Regions from separate parts of the Gossypium hirsutum genome. Here region 1 is linked to region 2. A link is a contact called in public Hi-C data. All regions are on one chromosome and are shown on one strand. The core of a region is the stretch at or near the end of the contact, and the rest is flanking DNA. Distances in the headings are between cores, read along the strand shown. Region 1 overlaps LOC121207699 (50S ribosomal protein L9). Region 2 holds the start of LOC107939273 (protein SEEDLING PLASTID DEVELOPMENT 1).

Region 1 (7,358 bases), core at 196-2,695, 100 kb after region 2:
TTTAAAAACACTTTAGATTTGCTTTTATTAGTAAGCATATGATATTTCTTTCAAGGTACATAGAAATAGCTCTAGAAGTTGGTCCTTGAAATTGAAAATTAAATCTAGAGTTAAAGAAAATATGACTTTGAAAAATCCAATTGTTCAATCAAAAAATTACTTAAGAAAAAAATATGAAGAAATGTGAAAGAATTAATTGAACTTTCTTTTACTACATTGATAATGATTTTTTTTAATTCTATAAGCTGATTAAAATATTATTATGTGCTCTATTTATTTTTAATTTTTAAATCCACAATAAACAATATGTATCACGACTAATCTAATTTAGTGTCAAATCATTTACCAAATTAATTAAAAACTAAAAGTATGCTAGTCATAGTGAAAAATTATTTTAAAAAATTAAATTATTTATATAATTTGATTATATATATTACAATTTTAAGATTTGTATTTTCTATTATTGTTAATGGTGTTTAGTTAATTTCTAACACTATCTTCTTAAAAATGTAAACAAAAAGGTTTATGTACCGAATTAGATAATTTCAATCATAAACAAAAAAAAATTAATAGATGTGGAATGCCTCTGTTTTAAAAACTAAAAGCTTCGGTTAGAAATTTTAAGGATTAATTGATAGAATTTGTAAATGTGAAGAGTTAAATTTATTCAATTGTTTAGAATTAGGATCAAATTAATAGAATAAATAAGTATTGGGGACTAAATGTGTTGTTATAATAGTTAGAAAAAGCAATAGGTGACCAAAATAGGAATAAATTTAAACGCTAGTGTTTAAACTGAAATTTTTGGAGTTTATTGACCAAAACAAGAATACAAACATAATTAAGTGACCATTTGTATAGTTTATATTTTTTTAATTGTTGTTATTTGATTACATTCAACTTACACAAAAATTATAATAATTAGAGTTCGGTGGCGTTGAAAATTTTAAATTTAGTTTTTAATAAATAATGTATTAAAAAAGTGTTATTAAAAGTAAAAAGATTAATAGATTTTTTTTAAAAAAAAATTATTTTTTTACGGAATACGCAAATCAGAATAATTGGTTTGGTGGTGTTGGAAGATGGTTGGTAGAAAATTAACACTGATGGTGCTCTTAAGGCGTCAACAAGTGTTGCAATTGTAAGGGGTGTTGTTAGAGATCATTGAGGTAGATGACTTTATGGTTTGGTTAGAAAATTGGGAATATGCTCGAACTGAGTTATAGGGAGCATGACAGCATGTAGGGGTTAATAATATGAGTTCAAAATTATTTACCAACAGTAAAAAATGATTTTATGGAGGCCCAAATAGGAATTAGGGGTGTCGATTTAGGCCTTAAATACTATGAAAATTTTGACTGATAAGGAGTCTAATCCGTGTCAAGTGTGTAGGCCTAGGAGGAGGCCCAAGTCAAGACTCCTCAACATTAAAAATTTTCATCCAGCTTTTATTGAAGCATGTACCATTGGCCATTTTAAAAAATAAACCATTTAAATTTTAAACTCCAGACCATCCCACCTAACCGATTAAACTCCAAACAAAATCACCCCACCTAAGTCTAATAAATTTCCTAAACCCTAACCCCCTATAAATTCCCTCAAACTTAAACATTTCATAGACCAAAAAAATCACACTCGTCAGCAAAAAAAAAAATCATCCCCGTACACCCACAATTCTGAAATTTTCAAAAAAAAGTCCCCAAAAATTTTCAAAATTGTGAATGTCTACGGATGATTTTTTTTTCCTATTGATGAGTGTATGGTTTTTTTGGTGTGTGTAACGTTTAGGTTCGGGGGTATTTATAAAGGGTTGGGGTTAGGGAATTTATTAGAGTTAAGTGGATGATTTAGGGTTTAAATGGTTAGGTGGAATGATTTCAGGTTTAAAATAAATGATTTAATTTTTTTTTGGGGGGGATTTTCTTTTTGAAATTTTCGAAATTTGGGTTGTGCGGGGGTGATTTTTTGGCCCGATGAATATATTGTTTTTTTGGTGTGTGGAATGTTTAGATTTGGGGATATTTATAGGGGTTTGGGGTTTAGGAAATTTATTAGGTGGGGACGTGGGCTGGTTTGGGGTTTGAAATTTAAATGGTTTATTTTTTAAAATGGTCGGTGGTATATGCTATAGTAAAAATCATATGAAAATTTTGACTGATGAGAAGTCCAATCCGTGTCAAGTGTGCAGGCATTAAGGGAGGTCCAAGTCGGTATCGACTTTTTGGGATTTTTTTGAAATTCTCGGAATTACGGGTGTGTGGGAATGATATTTTTTGCTCATAAGTGTGTGATTTTCTTTTGTGCGGGGAATGTTCGGATTTGGAGGTATTTATAGGAGGTTTGGGGTTCACAAAGAATTTATTAGGGTTGGTAAGGTGGTTTTGGGTTTTAATGATTAGGTAAGATGGCTCGGGGTTTAAATGATTAGAAAGGATGGTTTGGGGTTTAAAATTAAATGATTTAATTTTTTTTAAGTGGTCAGTGGTATATGCTACACTAAAAAGCAAATGAAAATTTTGACCGATGGTGTCGACCTGGGCCTCTTCCTAGGCCTGCACACTTGACATGGATTGGGCTCCTCATGAATAAAAAATTTCATAGTATTTAAGACTCAAATCGGCACCTCCATTCTGATTTAGGCCTCCATAAAATCAATCTTTTTTACTATAGTAAACGTGATAAATAATTTTGAATCTATATTACTTTAGTAATAACTTATTTTGTTAATATAATTTTAGTAATTTTCCCGAGCATATTACAGTCTTTAGCATGGGATACTAGTGCTCCTCATGTAATTTCGGAAATGAAAATATTTACAAATTAAAAAAAAAATACTAAGGACAAATCATTTTATTTCTATTAATAAACAGAAAATTAAATTACATAATATATTATAAAATTAAAATATCACAAGGACAAATTTTGTTGTTAGAAATAAATTTCAATAAAATTCGTTTGATGCTTAAATACCAACTTTTAGTGTCAATTAATTTGAAAATTAAGGTCGTCGTTTGTCACAAAAGCTTATTACATGTGTGTTGTGTTTGTTTCCTTTTAAAAAAAATTATTTTTTTGAAAAGCATATTTGTGAATACAAAGTATATGTAAATTGTTACGCAGATTGTCACACTAATATCATTAAAAAGTTAATGTTTTAATTATTATTTTCATTAAAAAACATTAATGACCAAATTTAACTTAAAAAATAATAAGAATTGAATTGATAAAAAAAGTAAAGTTGAAGACTAAATATATAGTTATACCTAATTGGAAAAGAAGGTTGTTGAATACCACCACGATTTAAGCAATTCGAGTTGACACACTATTTTCTTCATAAGCAGAAAATTTATTTAAATTTAAGGTTGTTTTATAAAAATAATATTAAAATTTTAATTAAATACAAAAATATGGTGGAGAGAAAATTAATTACAAAAAAAAAGGTTGTTTGTTATTGTTTTCGTTGGTATCGCCTAACACACCAGCGACACCACCCCACTTTTTGGCTCAAAATTAACTTTTTATTGATGTCATCAATGTATCAAGTAACACCAATTTAATTTTTTTAAAAGAAAAACTAGCCTAAAAGGGAAGAAAAAAAAAGGAAAGCTGAAAAAAATAGTGTCAACTAACTATATGCAAGCACTAAGGGTGCGTTTGGTTCGCTGTATTGGATTAGAGGTGTATTGGATTAGAGGTGTATTGGGATTAGAGGTGTATTGGATTAGAGGTGTAATAGCTAATCCACTGTTTGGTTGAATGTAATGGAATAGAGGCGTAATAGTAATCTTGTGTTTGGTTGAATGGAATAGAGGTGTAATAGCATAATGGAAAAAACTAAAATGACTAGAATACCCTTAGCATAAAATTATTTTGGTAAATGATTATTGTTATTGTTATTTAAATTTTAATAAGATTATTATTATCAGTAATAAATAATTTAATCATATTTTAACATAATTATTATTAAATATATTTTAATTAAAATATATAATTTATAATTTATAATTTATAATAAATTTTCACATTATATAATTATACAAGTTTAGATACAGATGTAACATAAAGTTTTATGCATGACTATTTATTTGGTGTGTTAATAATGAAGTTTTTTAATTTCATATTGGGGTTAATAAATCATTAAGTTTTCTTAATTCATATGTTTTTTTTAAAATAAAAAAAATCGATATAGCTTTGTTTGTGAAATTGGACTGTAAGTGTACTAAATAATAATAAGATGCAAGTGGTGCAGAGTGAACGTAGAAGTTTTATACGCGTAAATTTGTTGAATCGAATAAATCCCGATAACAATAGCCGTGATTCAAATAAACTCAGCTTGAATTCAAAATGATTTTACCCAAAAATTGATTCTAACAATTAATCTTTTTAAGGATGTCTACTTAAAAGTACAGATATAAAAGTTGTTATTTTGATGAATTTGGAGACGTTAAATATTCGTCTCGCGCGCACGTTTAGTTCGGTATTGTGATTTAGTTAAAAATTTGAAATTATTACTCTTTTTTGGTAAAACAAAGAGTTGGAACAGATGGTAAATAGCATAATCAGACAACAAAGGTCAATAATCATCCAACATTTGATTCCTATCATTCCATTCTCAAGCTAATTCGAAAAGAAGACGGTTCCTCAAGCTTGAAAGCTCTTTTCAGTCAACCTCCTATTTCCTCTTGTCCGTTTATTTACCTTGGATTTTAACTTTAAGCGTCCAATTATACCTTCCTTCTGGGAGCGGTATGGATTTTGGCATCCGCAATTGCACATCAAACAGTCCAAATGTTTCCAAAGGTGTTGGAAGGTGCAGATTTTCAGGATCAATTTGAACGCAAAGCTGCCTTCCAACCTGAAATGGAATAAAAGGAGGAGATTAATCGAGTGCGTAAATGGAAATAACAAAATCATAACATTTCAAGTCCACATCTTAAACGTTTTATGATTAAGCTATGTCACTTGGACTTGAAGCGAGTGTTTGACATGGGTTTATTCAATTTGCTCCAAGTTTACTCACATATTTGGAGGATATAACCATGTACATATCTAAATACGCGTCGAACATAAATACTTCAGAAAAATAAGAGTCCGAATAACATAGCATATAACACAAGGAGATTGTCTATTGTAGTGACGTGAGAGAAACTATTACTATCAATAAATATCATGGCCATACCTCAGCAACAATTTCATCTTTTGTCACAGGTGAGCGCAATTCAATTGGGTCATCTTTGGTCGATTGGGCACGAAACTTTTCAACATTGATAGATCTCCTCAATACCTATAAAATGCAATACAAGTTACACACTCGTACCACAAAGAGCCTGACATAAATACAATTACTGTTTTCAAGCTTCAACAAACTTTTGAAAAAGATTCACCACTAACAAGTTGAATCAATTATGACTAGTCTAGTGGCAACTTGTTGTATGTGGGTTCAAGTGTTGGCATGCTATCTAGGGTTTGAACCTTGTGAAACCCCATCCTCCTCCCACTTAGAATGTAATGTAAGCTTTGCTTGTACCAAAAAAGAATTTAAACAAGTCTTAATTTAAAATTTGACACCATTGTTATCCCACATATGCCTAGTTCCACTATTGTTAGCCTAACCATAGAAGAGGCAGGTCCAATGTTTCAGTCCCACACACCTTGACCTTGTTTCCCCAAACCCTTTAAAAACACACACATACAAACATTGTTGAGAGGCTGTTTTTTGTGTATTTCCATGTGTTGGGAGGAAGGCAGATAAAGTATCAGACATTTAAACCAGAAAAAAACATTTACGAAATTAAGGGCTTCATAGATGGGAACTAACCAGCCGGCCATTAAGTAGACGATATGCAGCCTTTTCATATACTTTGCTCTTATCTTCCACATTCTTTGTAACTACTTGAACCTCTTCTTCCTTCGGTTGATAAATCTGATGAGGAAGTATACCACTGGTAAGTTATCATTTAACTGAAAATGAAAAGCACAATATCCCACATATCAGAAGTGACTCCACCAAATAAAGACTTTCAAAACAGTAACTTAATTTGACAAAACTACATAAGCAGAATGTGCATCTGAAATAAGGAATGGATTTTTACTTCATCAATATCTAATATCCATACGCAACATATGAATCTTCAATAAGAGTGAGAGAGTGAGAGAGAACGCAAGATTTAATATACTTGCAGTTGGAGACATGTTTCCTCCTTAAGGCTGAAATAGCAGATAATACATGTCTAAGAAAAGGCATTACTTATATCATAACAAGCAAAATCTAACCAAAAACCAACAGCAATATGAAAACACTGTTACTCAGACTCTTCATTTTCCTAAAAACCTGTGTCAGACACATTCGGATATAAATATGTGTATGATCTTCTAAATATACAGAAAAACTTAGAAAAAATAAGTATACTTGTGTCGAACACTTAATTGTATCTAGCACTCACCCCCTATGTTAGATGGACTATTCATTTCCGTAATATATTTTTGTCTGATACATATACAGACATAGTATAGAGATATACTCCTCCAAATACAAGAAAAAAACCTTAAAAGCAACATATACTCATATCGGTCACATTCACATATCCAAATCTACTCCCAAGTCCAGCCAACATAGCTTACCCCATAATCCGAGCAACAAACTGAAAACGTTCTACCTTTATGTCAAGCTTGTTTTTCCTTGAACGTGTCATGACAAAAGGTTCATGAGACACTTAGGTAATGCATACAGATGTGTGTGTTTAAGGGAAAACAAATTGATGCATATTTGTTTGTAAATTAACAATACGATTATGATTAATATCAACTGAAAAACTTCTTTTTATAAACAAACAGCATTGCAAGAACACATGTTTCAAGCATCAAACACAAACTAAAAGAGAGAAGAAAGCGACCTTACGCTGCTCCTTAATGAGATAAGCGAACTTATCAATATTAGGAACAGCAAGCAATTTCGGCATCAGATGATTGCGAAAATAACCAGGAGCGACTTTGACAGTCTCACCAGCTTTGCCAAGTTTCTCAATGCTCTAAAAAATGGAAGCAAAAGCAAACGTGAATGATATTTTGCAATCTGAAACAACAAAAAATTGAGAAAAGAAAAAGATTATTGGATCGAAATGACTCACCGTCGTAAGAATCACATCCAACTTTCTGTATCTAATTCCTTGACAAGCATAGAACAGAGGTTGCATCAAACGATCATGGCTTTGCTGGACATTCGTTTCTTTGATAATTTGCCGAAGGGCATGTCTTCCATACTGGATATAAGCCATTAATTTCCTAACTTCAAGTACCTGATTTGGCGGAGGGGCGGGAAAATGGATCGCCGGCTAACGGGGAGTGGGAAACTCGGCGAG
Region 2 (6,641 bases), core at 3,974-6,473:
ATGTAGCTTTCAGGGATTTTGATGATACCTTTTTGTTCAATCTATGAGGAAGAATTTGCAACCTTGGGTTAAGCTCAGTACCTGAGTTCTCTGCATCCAACTGATAGCTTTTGACAAGCTCAAGTTGACGGGCTATTATTTCGGAACGTCTCGGGAGAAGCTCCACTGGTTCACCACCGGGAATGACGATATACTCGATCGCCAGACGAACCTCCTACAAGAAAACAAAGAGAGCTGTCGGTTAACAAGAGTTTGTTTCGTATGGATCGCAGTTCGTTCAATGATGTTTGAGCAGAAATGATTTGATTAAACATGATAAGAGCAGCGTTTAATTATATTCTGGGATTAGGAAGTTGCAACAGTACTATTTAGCATAGAAATAAAGCTTATTGTTGATGTTCTTCGATGATAAACTGAATAAGCTGCTTCTGAGCAGTCAGGTCGAGGTTAGGGTCCTTGAGAAAACAGAGATGCAGAGGTACTGGAGGTTTCTTTACCGGGCATGCTACGGTTCATATAAGTTCAAGAGAAAAGCTATTGAGCAGAATTGGCAAAACTCAAGTGGGTTTCAGTTCCTCTGTTTCCTCACCCGAGAACTTAGTAGCTTATTCAGCTGGTCATCGAAGAACATCAACACTTAATCAATGGTAACCACAAGCATTGCTTCTGAGCTGTAATATTTGTTCACCTTCACCAACAAGATTTCAAGAATAACTGAAGAATTTCAGAACTGTTACGAGTAAAGAGAACAAGGGAAAGATTTAGCACCTCTAAGGCATCGATCTCTTCTAATGTAGGTTTTCGTTTTGGTGCATCATCTTCAATCTCAATATCAGAAGAATCTCTGTCTAGAAGCCTTGACCTTGAGGCATATGATTCCCTTTCGAGAATCATGCGCACTGCTTTGACCATTTGTGCCATGGTATTTGACTGCAATCCAAGAAAACAAAATTTTATATTGATTAAGCACATTTTATATAGCACCAGAACTAATGAAAGAAGTTGGTTTTGTCGGCACAATTTTTTGTGAAAATAGATACGAAGATACCTTAATAACAAACATTGGCAACTTGTGAAACTTTGCTACCCCACGAATCCACGGATTCTGCTTTATTTCAGATGCAGATGCTAATATTGCATCAGCCATCCCAATGTCATCAGTGACGTCTATTTCATCTTCAAGTCCCATTACTGTTGCTACTTGTAAGAGATCAGCTTCTAGGATCTAAAGGATACATCCAACCAGCAAAAATTATATTAGCAATGCCATGCACGAAGAAACTGGTAGCCTCAGGGGCATTGCAAGCAGGGCACCACATTCACTAAGCTTATCAAATGCACCCACAATAATCTATTAAATATCATCCAATAATAATATGAATCATGTTTCTTTTCGGGGAAAAGTTCTAAAACAATATCTTACTCTTGAACCCCGACCTGCTTTTTCTCAGCATGGCCTCAAATTATTATATGAAAGGAAACATAATGAAATAAAGGTAATGGAAATGAAATTTGTGTGCTTCACCTTGTAAGTATAAACAAATATTGGTAAGGTCCTTCTGCTAGCAGATCCAGTAAACCTCTGTTTCCTTTTCGGTTTAGGAAGATAATCTTCATCTTCATCACTAAAATCAACTTCAGCAAATTTTTCTTCATTAACAAGCAAGTCAGATTGTTCATCTTCCTCGCTGTAATCAACTTCAGCACCTTTTTCATCATTAACAAGCATGTCAGATTCTTCAAGATGATCAATTTTATGCACTACAGTAGACTTGAGAGGAACATTAGCTTCAGGCTCCATCTGGCGGATTTCGAATAAAGGAGATTTCCCTGCCAACCAGAAATGTTTCTACTTAAATATCTTATTAAGAGAACACTTCAAATCATACTCAAATGTAGATTCCAAAAGAAGGTTTCTAAATAAATATGTAATGTATATACTCTACCAGCCAGTATAGCATCCACCGTTGCATCAAGTCTATGATGAACACGACACTCAGTCCTAGATGTCATCTCAACAGCACATGTAAAAGTCGATGGGCCCTTCCTTTCGAGAATAGTCTTTTGCACTTTTCTTTTCCTTGCTTCCTCATCACCAAGAGTTACACTCTGTTTTCAAACGAAAGAATGACTTGTAATCCCATGTAAATCCTGCCCTAAAATTGGCATAGCTTGGTAAAATTTATTTATATATAAATAAATTGTACTTGAAACTTTTTACTTGTTCCATAAATTTCATAACAACATGAAATCAAACGAACAGACTCAGACAACAACAGTGTAAGTAACCTAAGTGGTATATCCAAATGGAAAAATCCACTTCAAGTGTATTGAACCCATACAAGAGATATGAAGTAAGATAAAAGAAGCTGCTTCGCACCTCGATGCCACCAACAAGGATCTGTAGAGAAGGGTTCTTGATTATGTTGTCAATGGTCATTCCATGGGCCGTGCCAACCAACTGAACTCCTCGTTGAGCAATAGTGCTGGCAGCTAATGCTTCGAGCTCTGTACCAATCTCATCAATTATGATGGTTTCTGGCATATGGTTCTCAACTGCCTCAATCATAACCTGCAAGGTAATCGAACCCAAGATAATTTAGCAAACTGCAACCTCAAGAATAAGTCCTTTGACATTTTGCAATGAGAAAAAAAACACTCACATTATGCTGCATATTTACATTTGGAACTTGCATTCTCCTTGCACGCCCTATTCCTTCATGGGGGACATCTCCATCACCGCCAATCTCATTTGATGTATCTACAATGACAACACGTTTCATGTGTTCATCTGCCAACATTCTAGCTATTTCTCTGCAAAAAGAAACAAAGATTTTGTCATATGCCAACTGTACCACAAAAACTAATACAGTTTTATGTCAAATGCCTACACAGAGATATCTGAACAGATTGAACCCAATAAGTTTCAGGAAACTCAAACAGTCAGTCAATGAAACCGGTGTGACATCAGACAACATTTAGATTATTAAAGGTATCAAAAGAGAGGTTATCTAATCTAAACAAATTACAACACGAAGCACACAATTAAAACTAATCTTCTTTTTAAAAGCTGAAGAGAAAATCACACAGTAATTATTTTAAGTAAAAGGACATTCAGCGACAACATAGAGATCATTCAAACTTCAAATCAGTACAGTGATTTGTAAACGGTACGCAGGTAAGTACCTGATTAAGGTTGTTTTACCAACTCCTGGAGGACCTATGACGAGGATGGAACCTCCTCCTTCGATCAAGTCACGGATAATCTCAGCACTTCCAGACACAGCTCGACCCACACGGCAAGTGAGGCCAATAATTTGCAATTTACGGTTTCTAATAGCACTAATGCGATGTAAAGATCTATCAATACCCGAACGGTTGTCATCTGAAAAGTCACCAACCTAGAGCAAAAAAAGTAATTTCAGTTCACTTAATATTTGCCAAAAACAAGCAAATTCATTCCAGAACTCATCCACCCACAAAAATCTCATTTTCAACAATCAAAGATACAATTAATATTAAAATATAAATCATTATCATCATACAACAGACATTGTACTCATCATACAAAATATAAATTATTATATCATCATACAACAGCATTATATTAGCTTTCTATTAAAGTTCATTTTATCACCATCAAAAAGAAAACACTTTTTGCAATATAATATTAAAATACCCTAAACCCCATAATAAGGATCACTGGGGCTCCGGTCAACACTATACTGCTATAAAGTTCTGACGTAAAGGCATCACTTAAAGTCAAAATTTTTACCAAAATCTCATCTTTGTTAAACATAAAACAAAAAATCATACCCAAAGCTTAATCTAATTGGTTGACCAATCATCATTAAAAACCTATGGAAAAAAAATTCAACGTGATCATGAGTAATTCACTTAAAATTACCTTAGATGTTGCATGCTTTAAATCTTCATGCTTAACAGGTTGTTCCGAAATAACCCAATCCCCCGAAGGAAACCTAGCGAGAGGTTTCCTCCCCAAATCCATAACCACCTCAATCAACTCCCCAATCTCTTCATGCCCGTTAAGCTCACTCCTCATCCTCGACGGCAACATCTCGAGGAACAAATCGAGCTCCGTACATGACTCCATCCGGGAAGTCGAAGCTGGGTTCGGGCAATCCAACGACGACCCATTGGAGGACGTAGTTCGATCGGAGGGTTTACGGATCTGTGGGGTCCGGAGAACAGAGGCTTGAGATTGCTTCAAAGGCGGCATATATGGTCTTTGATGAGCTCCGCCGCGCGCGGACGTGATGAAGTGGGAATGCCTCTGACGGTAGCGCCATGAAGCGGCGTTGTTGGTGATGTCAATAAGAACAAATCTCGAATTCAAAGCTCTCATTTCCCTTTACTATGAATTTTATTTTCTCTTTTGTTTGGTTTTGGTTTTGTAGTAAGGGGAAAGGAAAGGAAAGCAGATATGAGAAGCAAGGAGAAAGAAGAAGATTCGAAGGGATCTCCTCTGGGATTGGAGAGAAAGTGGGACCCCAACAGAGGAAAGGCAGGCATTAGCGACCATGGAAGTTGTGGAGGTTGATTGAGAAGACACGTGGTGGATATTTTGGATTTTTTGGATGACATTGTAAAAGAGTATAAAACACGGATGACTGACTGTAAAATTTAAGTGATGGTTACATTTAACTATCAAGGAAGGCAAAGGATGCAAGGAGGAAGATGAAGTGCAAAGAAGGTCAGAGACGGCGTCGTTCAGTTGTTGGCCCTACAAATTAGTGGGTCAGAAATAGTGTGAACATCAATCAGCCATTCCAAGACGGCGATTCAGACCAAAATGACGGAAGTGTGGATCATGTAAAGCAAAGTGACGATCTTTCTTCACCATAATGCCTTATTGGTGAAGAGAAAGTTTGGGTTGGGATGATCTAAAAGAGGACATGGTCAACACGCAATAAAAAAAGGAATAATAAGTTGTTTAAACTACACCAACCTGAAAAGTCTTTGGGATGAGTACGGAGCCATCACATTCACAAATCTCTGGATGCAAATTGAGGAGTAACCCAGGTTTGAAGAACCCACACCATCGCCAAACTTATACTTGAACCTGCTCAACAAGTAGCTAAATTTGAAATTAAATATTGTCAATTTAATTTCACATTCAATAGGTTAGATTTCTGTAAGTTTATAGTAGCATGGACTGCATGGTATTGTTTATTGCCACTCTTGAATAATTAATTGGCTTATACTTCCAAAACCAATAAACTAATTTAGTCAATGATTTCAACTTTTTCAAATAAGGTTGCTCATTCAAGGCCTGGTGCTTAAATTTACTACAAAATAAAATTTACTTCACCTTAGATAAAATTGGAAATTTAAACTTCCTTGTCTCATTTCATGTTAGAACAATTTTTTTTTTTAGCAATTAAAATTTTGAGTGTTTGCATATTTAACTTTCAATAGCTAATGATCATCCTCTGTTAAATTAATCTTGAAAAGGAAAGAGAGGAGTTTAAACTTTGGTGGATACTTATATTATCTTTAACCTTATGTTTAAAGCTTACTAGAATATTGTTGGTGATCACTTGAAAAGACTTATAATAGGTTGTTTGTATCGCATTGTTGGTGGATACTTTTTTAGGTATTATTTGGATAGGTTTTCTATTGCATTGTGAGGTATTTGGGTGATCCATTTGTAATAATTGGGGTTGGAGTTGGTGCTACAATTACATATTTGTGTATGGGTAGATTAGACTTAAGCCAATAGGTGATTCAGATGATTATTGAATAAAATCATTTACTAAGCGAGGCTCCACAAAGTAGAATCAGAAACTGCGTTAACAAATATTGTATGTTAATTATCTCCTTACTTTACTCCTTGCCATGTTTTGCATTTATTTTGTTCCTTTCGATTCTATTCCAATTTTTGTTAAAACAAAACCATTGTACAGCCAACCAAGTTATATGTTTGAACAATAGTTGAAACAAAGTGCAACTGGATGCTTTTTTAGTTACAATTTAAAAAACTTATGGTAAAAAATTGTATGTAACCTTCTTTTATGCCTCTTCTTTTTTTTTTTAATTTTATCTCCCTTCTACAAATTTTTTATTTCAAATTTTATTTCCCTTCTACAAAATTTTACCTTTTTTTTCTTTTTCTATTCCCCTTCAAACTTATCCTTTTTATCATGGCTCTTAATTAAAATACAATAAATAATAAAATATAATATTTGAAACTAATAATAATAACAATACATGTACGAAATTTATTGATAATGGGTATCAACAATGAAGAAGATAATGAGGAGAAGGTAGTGGTATATAGGAGGTCAATTCACCTAATAAAATGGAGAGCCAGAAAAGTACAAAAGGTAGAAAATGGGTATTATGCTGAAGAAGACTGAGGTTGAGGACTAGTAAGAGGGTTTAAGATCTGATCCTTTATTCATCGCTCTTTAGGGTATTTATAGGAGAAAGGTCTCCCACCTAATAATGCCACATTGCTAACAATTCTGGGACATGGTGAGTATGTGGTCGAGCAAGTGGCAAGGTTGTTATAAAATGGTTGTCATCAAGCAAGACATTGCTCTGACATTCTCCTTATTGAGGTAATACAGGGTAGTTATGCTTTAGTGGTCTCACTTAGAGATAAGAGCATTCCTACC

What was found. Hi-C and Micro-C count contacts between places; a contact is called where the count stands out from the background.
Region 1: a contact with region 2 is called in a Hi-C map of leaf, with 2.7 times the contacts expected there. The contact joins the enhancer-like site here to the promoter of LOC107939273 in region 2. A contact is called at or near these places in 7 of 34 Hi-C or Micro-C datasets (callus and leaf).

The regions. Positions count from the first base shown.
Region 1 is chrA10:110,361,791-110,369,148 of Gossypium_hirsutum_v2.1, forward strand. LOC121207699 (50S ribosomal protein L9) reads right to left here. Exons shown (of 5, transcript XM_041078069.1): 1 at 7,128-7,358; 2 at 6,894-7,028; 3 at 5,819-5,923; 4 at 5,180-5,284; 5 at 4,487-4,855. The coding sequence starts at 7,274. The coding sequence ends at 4,691. Among protein-coding and RNA genes, the nearest start is that of LOC121207699, 3.8 kb to the right of the region's middle. Within about 2 kb of position 1,446, at least 4 of the 9 cell types and tissues checked have an H3K27ac peak or open chromatin away from gene starts, as enhancers often do. A contact at or near this core is called in leaf, where this site is marked.
Region 2 is chrA10:110,254,916-110,261,556 of Gossypium_hirsutum_v2.1, forward strand. LOC107939273 (protein SEEDLING PLASTID DEVELOPMENT 1) reads right to left here and starts at 5,224. Exons shown (of 9, transcript XM_016872576.2): 1 at 3,908-5,224; 2 at 3,187-3,401; 3 at 2,664-2,814; 4 at 2,381-2,572; 5 at 1,947-2,109; 6 at 1,526-1,830; 7 at 1,049-1,225; 8 at 769-930; 9 at 1-214. The coding sequence starts at 4,366.